Linked DNA regions of Mus musculus: region 1 is linked to region 2. A link is a contact called in public Hi-C data. All regions are on one chromosome and are shown on one strand. Each heading gives the region's core, a stretch centred on a gene start, on an enhancer-like site or on the middle of the called end of the contact. The rest is flanking DNA. Distances are from core to core; before and after follow the strand shown. Region 1 holds the start of Wnk1 (WNK lysine deficient protein kinase 1). Region 2 holds the start of Arpc4 (actin related protein 2/3 complex, subunit 4).

Evidence for each region. Hi-C and Micro-C count contacts between places; a contact is called where the count stands out from the background.
Region 1: a Hi-C map of B cells shows a contact between it and region 2, with 6 read pairs. The contact joins the promoter of Wnk1 here to the promoter of Arpc4 in region 2.

The regions. Positions count from the first base shown.
Region 1 is chr6:120,036,697-120,040,389 of GRCm38.p6, forward strand. It overlaps Wnk1 (WNK lysine deficient protein kinase 1), which reads right to left and starts at 1,959. Exons shown (of 28, transcript NM_001199084.1): 1 at 178-1,959. The coding sequence starts at 936.
Region 2 is chr6:113,376,040-113,379,718 of GRCm38.p6, forward strand. Arpc4 (actin related protein 2/3 complex, subunit 4) reads left to right here and starts at 2,074. Exons shown (of 6, transcript NM_026552.3): 1 at 2,074-2,169. The coding sequence starts at 2,167. Tada3 (transcriptional adaptor 3) reads right to left here and starts at 1,799. Exons shown (of 10, transcript NM_001372392.1): 1 at 1,277-1,799; 2 at 853-906; 3 at 1-25. The coding sequence starts at 858.

The DNA.
Region 1 (3,693 bases), core at 709-3,208, 6.7 Mb after region 2:
ACACCTAACTAACTACAAGCTCCACAATCTCCCAATTTCAACCTCTTTGGACACTAGTCTTCCCGCCCTCTCAGAGTCAGAGAATTACAAGTAAAGAGTGAACTCGACAAACTGGCTTAACAGAGCCAAATTTGGGATCCAAACGACCGAATAAGAAAAAAGGGGGTGGGGCATTACCTGCAATTCACACCAGGCGACTTCCACAGTGGTTTCGGTGTCCAGACCTTTGTAGACTGTCTTAAAGGAGCCTCTGCCGATTTCGATGTCAAATTTGAGAAAGCGACCGTCATTGGACATTCCCACTGCCTTGGTCTCCAGCTCTTCGATATCATCCTGTTGCTGGCTCCTATCCTCCTGCGCCTCTTTGGCGCTGGCGCCACCACTGCCACTTCCACTTCTGGACGGCGGTGGCTCCTCTTTGCTCCCCACGAGGCTGGGCTGGGACACCGGGCGGTCTTTGCTGGTACTGCTGGGGACGGTCGTGGTGGCCGAGCCTACAACGGCTTGTTCCCCAGGGGAGGCAGCAGCCGAGGGTTGCTGAGACACCTGGGAAGCAACGGTGGCGGTCAAAGTTTCCTCTCTGTGAGGTTCGGGTGGAGCACTCTGGGGCACCACTGCAGGTACACTAGGTTGCGGGATAGAGAGAGGGAGGCCCGGCAGCTCCAACGCGGTGGCATTGGAGTCGCAGATGACGCTTCGGCGGAAGAATCGGTGCTCCGTGGGGGTGGTGGTGGCGGCCGCCCCACGACTGTCCTTGTCCATAGTGTGCCGGCGGCGCCGATATTCCTCCGTCCTGCCAACTCCCGAGTCGGCGACCGTAGCCCCCAGTTTCTCGCCCACGGAAGAATCGGAGCTTGAGCCATTCTTGGGGACGGGCGCCGGAGGCGTAAGGAAGCCCGGAGTGCCGCTTTGCTTCTCGGCGGCACCGTCAGACATGGTCGGTCCGATGGAGTGAAGAATGCGGGCTCGGATTTATGAATGAAAAGGGAAAAGGGTGACCCGGAGAAGCCACCAAGAAGTGCTGGGCAGCGCTCCTACGGCGGGCTCCGAACCACCGGACGACTCCCACTCAGCACTGACAAGGCGCCCCGAGGGCGACGCGGGACACTGAGTCCGGCTGCTGCGGCGGCTGCTGCTGCTGGCACCGAAGCTGCTGCGGCTCACGGGGCGGGCTCGTCGGCGGGCTAGGAGGGAGCGGAGCCACGGGGGTTAGCGCCGCACAGTCCGCATCCATCCTGCAGCGAGCGGAGGCCGGTAGGGCTGGGGCAGCAGAAGCGCCGCAGTCATGAGGAGCAGGGCGCGGAATTGGCTCCTGGGCGAGAGGATGCGACCCAAGTGAAGACGGCTAAGCTCCCTCCGCTGCCGCTGCCGCCGTCGCCGCCCGCCCGCCGAGCACGGCGGGATAGGCCCTGAGGGCGGAGGCACAGCGCGCGAGGGACGAGCCCCGACGCCGGGCGGTGGCAGCCCGGGGCACAGGAGTGGGAGGGGCCGCGCAGGGGAAGGAGGGCCGCGGCCCGGGTTCCCGGTCGCTCGCTCGCTCGCTCGCTCGCTCGGCCGCCGCCTCAGGCAGCACGCGCCCCGGAGAGGGGACCAGTCTCAGAGGGCGCCCATCACTAGATGCTGAGGGCCGAAGCCTCGAAGCCTCGAAGCCTGAGGAGCGGCCCCCCCCGTCCCCGAGGCCTCCCCGCCCGCCCCGGGCCTGGCGAACCTCTTCCCCTCTCTGGCCGGCGCCGGGGGCAGAGGAGGGAGGGAACTGTGGGGAGGGGAGGGCCGCTCACCGCGGGGCCCGGGCTCCGCTACTTCTCTGGCCAGGAGGAGAGGAGACCGAAAGAACTGGGAGGAGGGGGAGAGGGAGAGAAAAAGAGCAGTCACCCCACTAGGCGCCTTCTGTCAGCGAAGAAGGGAGTACGGAATAGCCGAGCAGAAGGAGCGCGTCCGCCCGGGAAAACTCTCCGCTTTAAATGGCGCCGATGTCTGAAGCCTCCACACAGCCCGCTTGGACCCCGCCCCCCGCCGCCCGGGGCGGCCCCGCCCACATCGCGCTCGGGGGGCTCTCGCGCAGGCGTGCCGAGCTCGAGGCACGATGGGATTTGTAGTTTCGCGGTGAAAACCGTGAAAGGAACCCGGGAGGAACGCGCCTACTACTTCCGTGATGCCCTGCGATTGCTCTAGCCTGGTGCCTCCTGGGAATTGTAGTTCCTTTTTTTGAAAACCGCCCCATCTGAAAGCCTGATGGGAGCGTCATCGTGGGTCGCTCAATTCCGTTCCAAACTCAGTGCTCGCTATCAAAATCATTATTTAGGAATCAATTGCAAAAGAAGAGAAGAAAGGAGAAGAAAAGAAAGGAGAGAATGAGAGACTTCCGTCATGTTCTGCTTAGATAGCTCGTAGAGCTGCCATGCAATGAAAAATGATGTTGTTCGTCTTTAATGGAGAGCCTCCTTAGTGTTGTGACTAGGGGTGTGGGAGTGGAGAAGGAGGTAAAGCTGAATAACCTGAGCCTGAATTCGAAGACTCCCAGAAAACTTTGTGAAGAGTGCACATACCATCACTGTTGATTAGATGGGTGAGGGTAAACAAAATATATTCCATCCTTCTCTTCTTCACAACAACTAAAGCCGCATGCTCATCTCCAGTTTCCAAACAAGTACTTTGGCTGCAAAGATGGGCTGCCTACTAAATAAAACCCAGGATCAGAGCGAACCTCTTTGCTTTGCCGGAAACTTAACGGGAACGGGAGGTGTAGGGGGCGGGGAGAGGCGGGTGACAAGCATGGGAGGAGGTCGAGTTCGAAGATATTCTACATCTTTAATCTTTGATTACAAACTTGAGAGGACATAGTTGACTTTTGCCTCTATATTTGAGTAAAAATTATTTTCCTTTTGTTTTCTTATACCCTGCCTCGGTGGCTCAGTAAAACATCCCCTTTCTGTACTACACTTGCATATGTACACATATGTAATTTATACCAAGGCGCGGATCTCCGGAAACCTAGATCCGTGCAGTTTACAGTAATGGAATTCTTCTCTTCAAAATATCTTTAGTGCTTCCTGGACCACCTTTGCTACTACGTAAGATTATAGTTGTGATGAGCACCAGGGGGCACCAGACAGAGTAGGAAACCAAATTTATGAGCCAGATGGCAGTTACAAGTCTTAACCCAACCGGTGAGAGCGGGAAGCGCTTAAACGTACGCAACCGCACCCGAGCGTGAATACGCTGCAGTCGCAGCCCAGGACTGGAGCGAGCTCTGAAGCGCGTTTTCCTTGTCCAAGACTATATGAGAGGATCTCTGAGTGATTTGGAAGCGGCTAAACGGAAGATTCCTTGACTCAGTGTATCTAGATAAACTTCGCATAGAGAAGTCTTGCTATACAATTAATATTAACTTATCAGAAACGTTTAAAAAGAAGTCAGCACGTTTCCTTTTTTTTTTTCTTGCCGAAATCTACCATGTAAGTTTTAGTGTTTGTTTGAACCCTATGGCTGTTAGATTTAATAAAGAAGGCAGGTTGTGAACAGTTTGAAATACAAGTGCAGAAGGGGCAGGAAGAATACTGAAATATTAGTGCTCTACTGTTTTAGAAAATCATTAGTTCACTTTATTAATGGTAAGTCTGTTTTAGTACATTTAATTAGTGGTTTATCTCCAGTGATAAATCTAATGTCAGCAAATGAAGAAGTAACTATGAA
Region 2 (3,679 bases), core at 824-3,323:
CGCTCATGGCCCAGGAGGTGGGACCCTGTAAAATTAGAGGGGAGAAGGCCATTGGATAGGAGACAAAGTAGCATGGGGAGAGAGACCCAACAGAGCCCTGACTGTACCCCAAGCTAGGTTGACTTCACTGAATTATGCACATAACCTTAAAAGGGGGGCCTTTTGCCATGCTTTTCATTCATTCATTCATTCATTCATTCATTCAACATAATTTCTCTGTATAACAACTCTGGCTGGCCTGGAATGAACTCTATAGACCAGGCTGGCCTTCAATTCAGAGATCACCTGCCTCTACTGGGATTAAAGGCGTGTGCCACCACTGCCTGGTTTCTTTCTTTTGACAAAGAAAGGAAAAAGACTCCAGAAGAGTATGTACACATGCCTAGACTCCTAACTGCAATTTATTGTCTTTTTTTGTTTTGGTAGCACTGAAGGGTCTCACACATCTCCAGACCCTACCTCACCCCCATTTTGGGGTGGGGGAGACAAAAATCTCATTATGTAGTCTTGAGTGGCCTGATACTCATTTGCTACATAGATCAGGATTCATAGAGCTCCCCCTCCCGACCCCCACCCCAGAAAGCACCTGCCTCTGAGTGCTGGGATAAAGATATGCACTCAGGTTGGTCTCAAACTAGCTATGTAGCCAAGGTTTTGTCTCCACCTCCCAAGAGATGGAATTTTAGGCATGTACCACACCTGATTTATACAAGCGCTTGTTCATTCTAGGCACAAATTCTCCAAACTTAATTATGTTACAGTTACATCCAGCCCCCCCCCCCTTTCATGAATTCCAGGCCTTGAACTTATGATCCACCTGCTTTAGCCTCCCAAGTCACTAGGTGTACAAACCTGCATGATTAGGCCGGCCTCCTAGTTGCAATTTGAACCGCAGAAGTCTGGAATCTGCAGCATTAAGGAAGAGGAGATACTAGTGTGCCCTGTCTTCCTATGTCCTCTGTTTCCCTACGTTGGGTCGTTTCTAGCATTCTATTTGACAGGGTTCTCCCTGCCTCCTCTTGTCTCACTCCATTCCACCTCTGCACCTTCTCTGTGTCCCTGGCTAGTTTGGAACACAGGCTGGTCAGGTGAACAGAACTAAGTTCCAGCCCATTTTCTTATGTGCGTTTCTAAACATGTTATTTAACCTGAATCTCCGGTTTTTGTTTGTTTGTTTGTTTGTTTTTCTTTTTTCCAGGACAAAAGATGATGCCTCAGTCTATTTCCCCATTAAGAAGTATAAATCTGTAAAATGGGGGCATCGAGAATTACCTACCTCCCTGGAATGTTCTGAGGATTAAGAGGTGATGCTCGTCAAGTGCCCAGTTCAGTGCCTGGCACAGAAGTGGGACTGCTTAATGGCTGGCTCCACCTGTGTGTCGCCCCAAGATCCCGCCTCCAGGGTCCTCGTCCTCTAGGGAGCCCCTAACACAACCCCCGCCTCTCCTACCTCCTCTCTGCGGCCTCCTACAGGCCCTGGGCCGCAGGAGGGGGCGGGGAGTTCAGGGCGATCGGAGCAACTGCTCCGGAACTGGCTATGGGCGGGCCCCCTGCAGTTGACGCGAGGGCGGGGACGGCCAGCCCAAGGTGGCCTGTAGGGCCGGGGTGGGGGTGGGGGTCTAAGGCCACCTACGAATCTCCGGGAGGTGGAATGCTAGGCCTGAGGAGTCCCGGGCTAGGAAGCAGCCCGGGGCTGGGGTGGGGCCCAGAGCCCAAATCTCAAGGGACTGGCTACCCGGCCGAACCCTACGGTTGCAAATGGGAGGAGCCCGGAGAGGATAGGGGAGCACCACCGGAAGAAACGTTTCTCCGGTTCGGCCTGTCCTAATTTGGTGCCCAACCTGAGGTCGGGCTGTACTATTGTCACACGGGGGGAGGCTACAACCAAAGCGACAAGCACTAAAGGCGCTGGCGGAATATGTGTAGCGATCCAAGGGGACTCGACCGCTACTGTCTCATAGCAGGTCTTCTACAAGTCCCAGAGGTCCCAGTGTGAAATCGCCCCGGAGATCTGAATATCTCTCGGCTCTCCCTCCCCGGTCCTACCCGAGATGGTCCAGCCCGGAAGTGCTGTCGGAGACTGCGGCTGCGCCTCTCTCGAAAGGGCAGGCGTCGCGGGTCCGGGCACTTCCGCACTTCCGCTTTCCGGCCCAGACAGCGCCCGCGATGGTGAGAGACCAGGGGTTGGGGTCCTCCCTGTGTTTTGCCTGTAGAGGCTGTGGGTCTGGGGGAGATGCTGCTTGCCGCTAGGGCTTGCGGCCCGAGGTTGCCCCGGGATGAGGAGGCACGGGGAGGATGGAGAGGCAAAGGGTGGGGCGAGGGCCGAGGCGAGGAGGAAGGGGCGAGCCAGGAGGCTCTCTGAGCAAGAGCAGGCCCGGAAGCTTCCAGGTTGGGAATCCCGGGCTAGAATGACCTCTCCCCGATGTTCGGAGGGGGCAGGAGACCGGGCTGCGAAGCCCGTGGTGGTGGCTTGCAGCTGAGGTAGGACCGCTCTGCGGGGCCTCCTCTCCGTCCACGGTAGAGGTTGGCTAAGTACAACCCCCTGTCCCTGCCTGCCTTCGCGGTCTCACGGGACCTCGAGGCAAGTGTCCACTTCATCTTCTTACTTCTTGGCGCTTCCTGGAAGCCTTGCCTTCCAGCTCCCAATGAAGGTTCTGTGTTGCTTGCCTGCATTCAGACTCCTTCCTAGATGTGCAGAACCGTGTTGACCTTAACGTGTGTAAATGTTGATGGCCGCTGGTCCTCCTCTTTCATGCTCGGGTTTGGGATCTGTGGGTGCTCCGTGCAGTTGTTCTCCGAAAGGTCCCAGGCTTCCCACTACTTTCTCTGGTCAGCCCTTGACGACCTGAGTTCTAAAGGCTGGACTGCTTGTTGCACGCCCGGGAATGCTCTCAGGGAAGAGACTTTGAAATTAGACCCTCTTTTTCAAAAGTCACTTTTTAAAGCTTGCTCCAGTGTTAGTCCTAACTGGTTTCATTCCTTAGCGTGAAAGCCATTTCCTGCTGACTGAGTTTTGACTTTGCGTTTTTAAGCATTCAAGTTTATTGTACAATTTCTTCAAGCCACTAAAGGGTAACTATCACAGGGCTGGTCATCTAAAATTTAGTTTTCTTTCAATGAACCTTGACAAAATAATCAGGTAGCCACAATCGAGGTAGAGAAAAGAATATTCTATCACTTTCCCAACGGTACTTGTCACCGCACACAACTAATTTTGCCTTTCCGGTTTTGCCTCTTCTTGGTTGACATAAGAGAATGCTGTGGTATGGAGCTAGAACCCACTGCTGAACTACATGACAGCTGTTTTTTAGCCTTTATCCCCTCTGTCTGATGTTTGTCTGTCCGTGATCCTGTGCTTGTCTCCGCTGCCCCACGCAGCCTGTGCCTCTTCTCTGCCACAAGTCTCACTTCCTTCTCCATCCCGTCCTCCAGAGAGCCTCTGTGCAGCGGTAGCCCTGTAACTTCCTTCTCAGAAAGTCCCAATGCTTCCTGCTACATTGAGAGAAAAACTCAGTGGAAAGCATTCTAGACTGTCTAGGGTTTTATCCCAGCCTGCCATTGCAGCCTGATCTGTGCAATTTAAAGCAGTTTTCACATACAGAAACCTTGCACTCGTTACCAGTTTGGAAAGTCTTAATGCTCTTGTGTAAATCTAGCCCTGCTTAAGTTAGTTCATTTG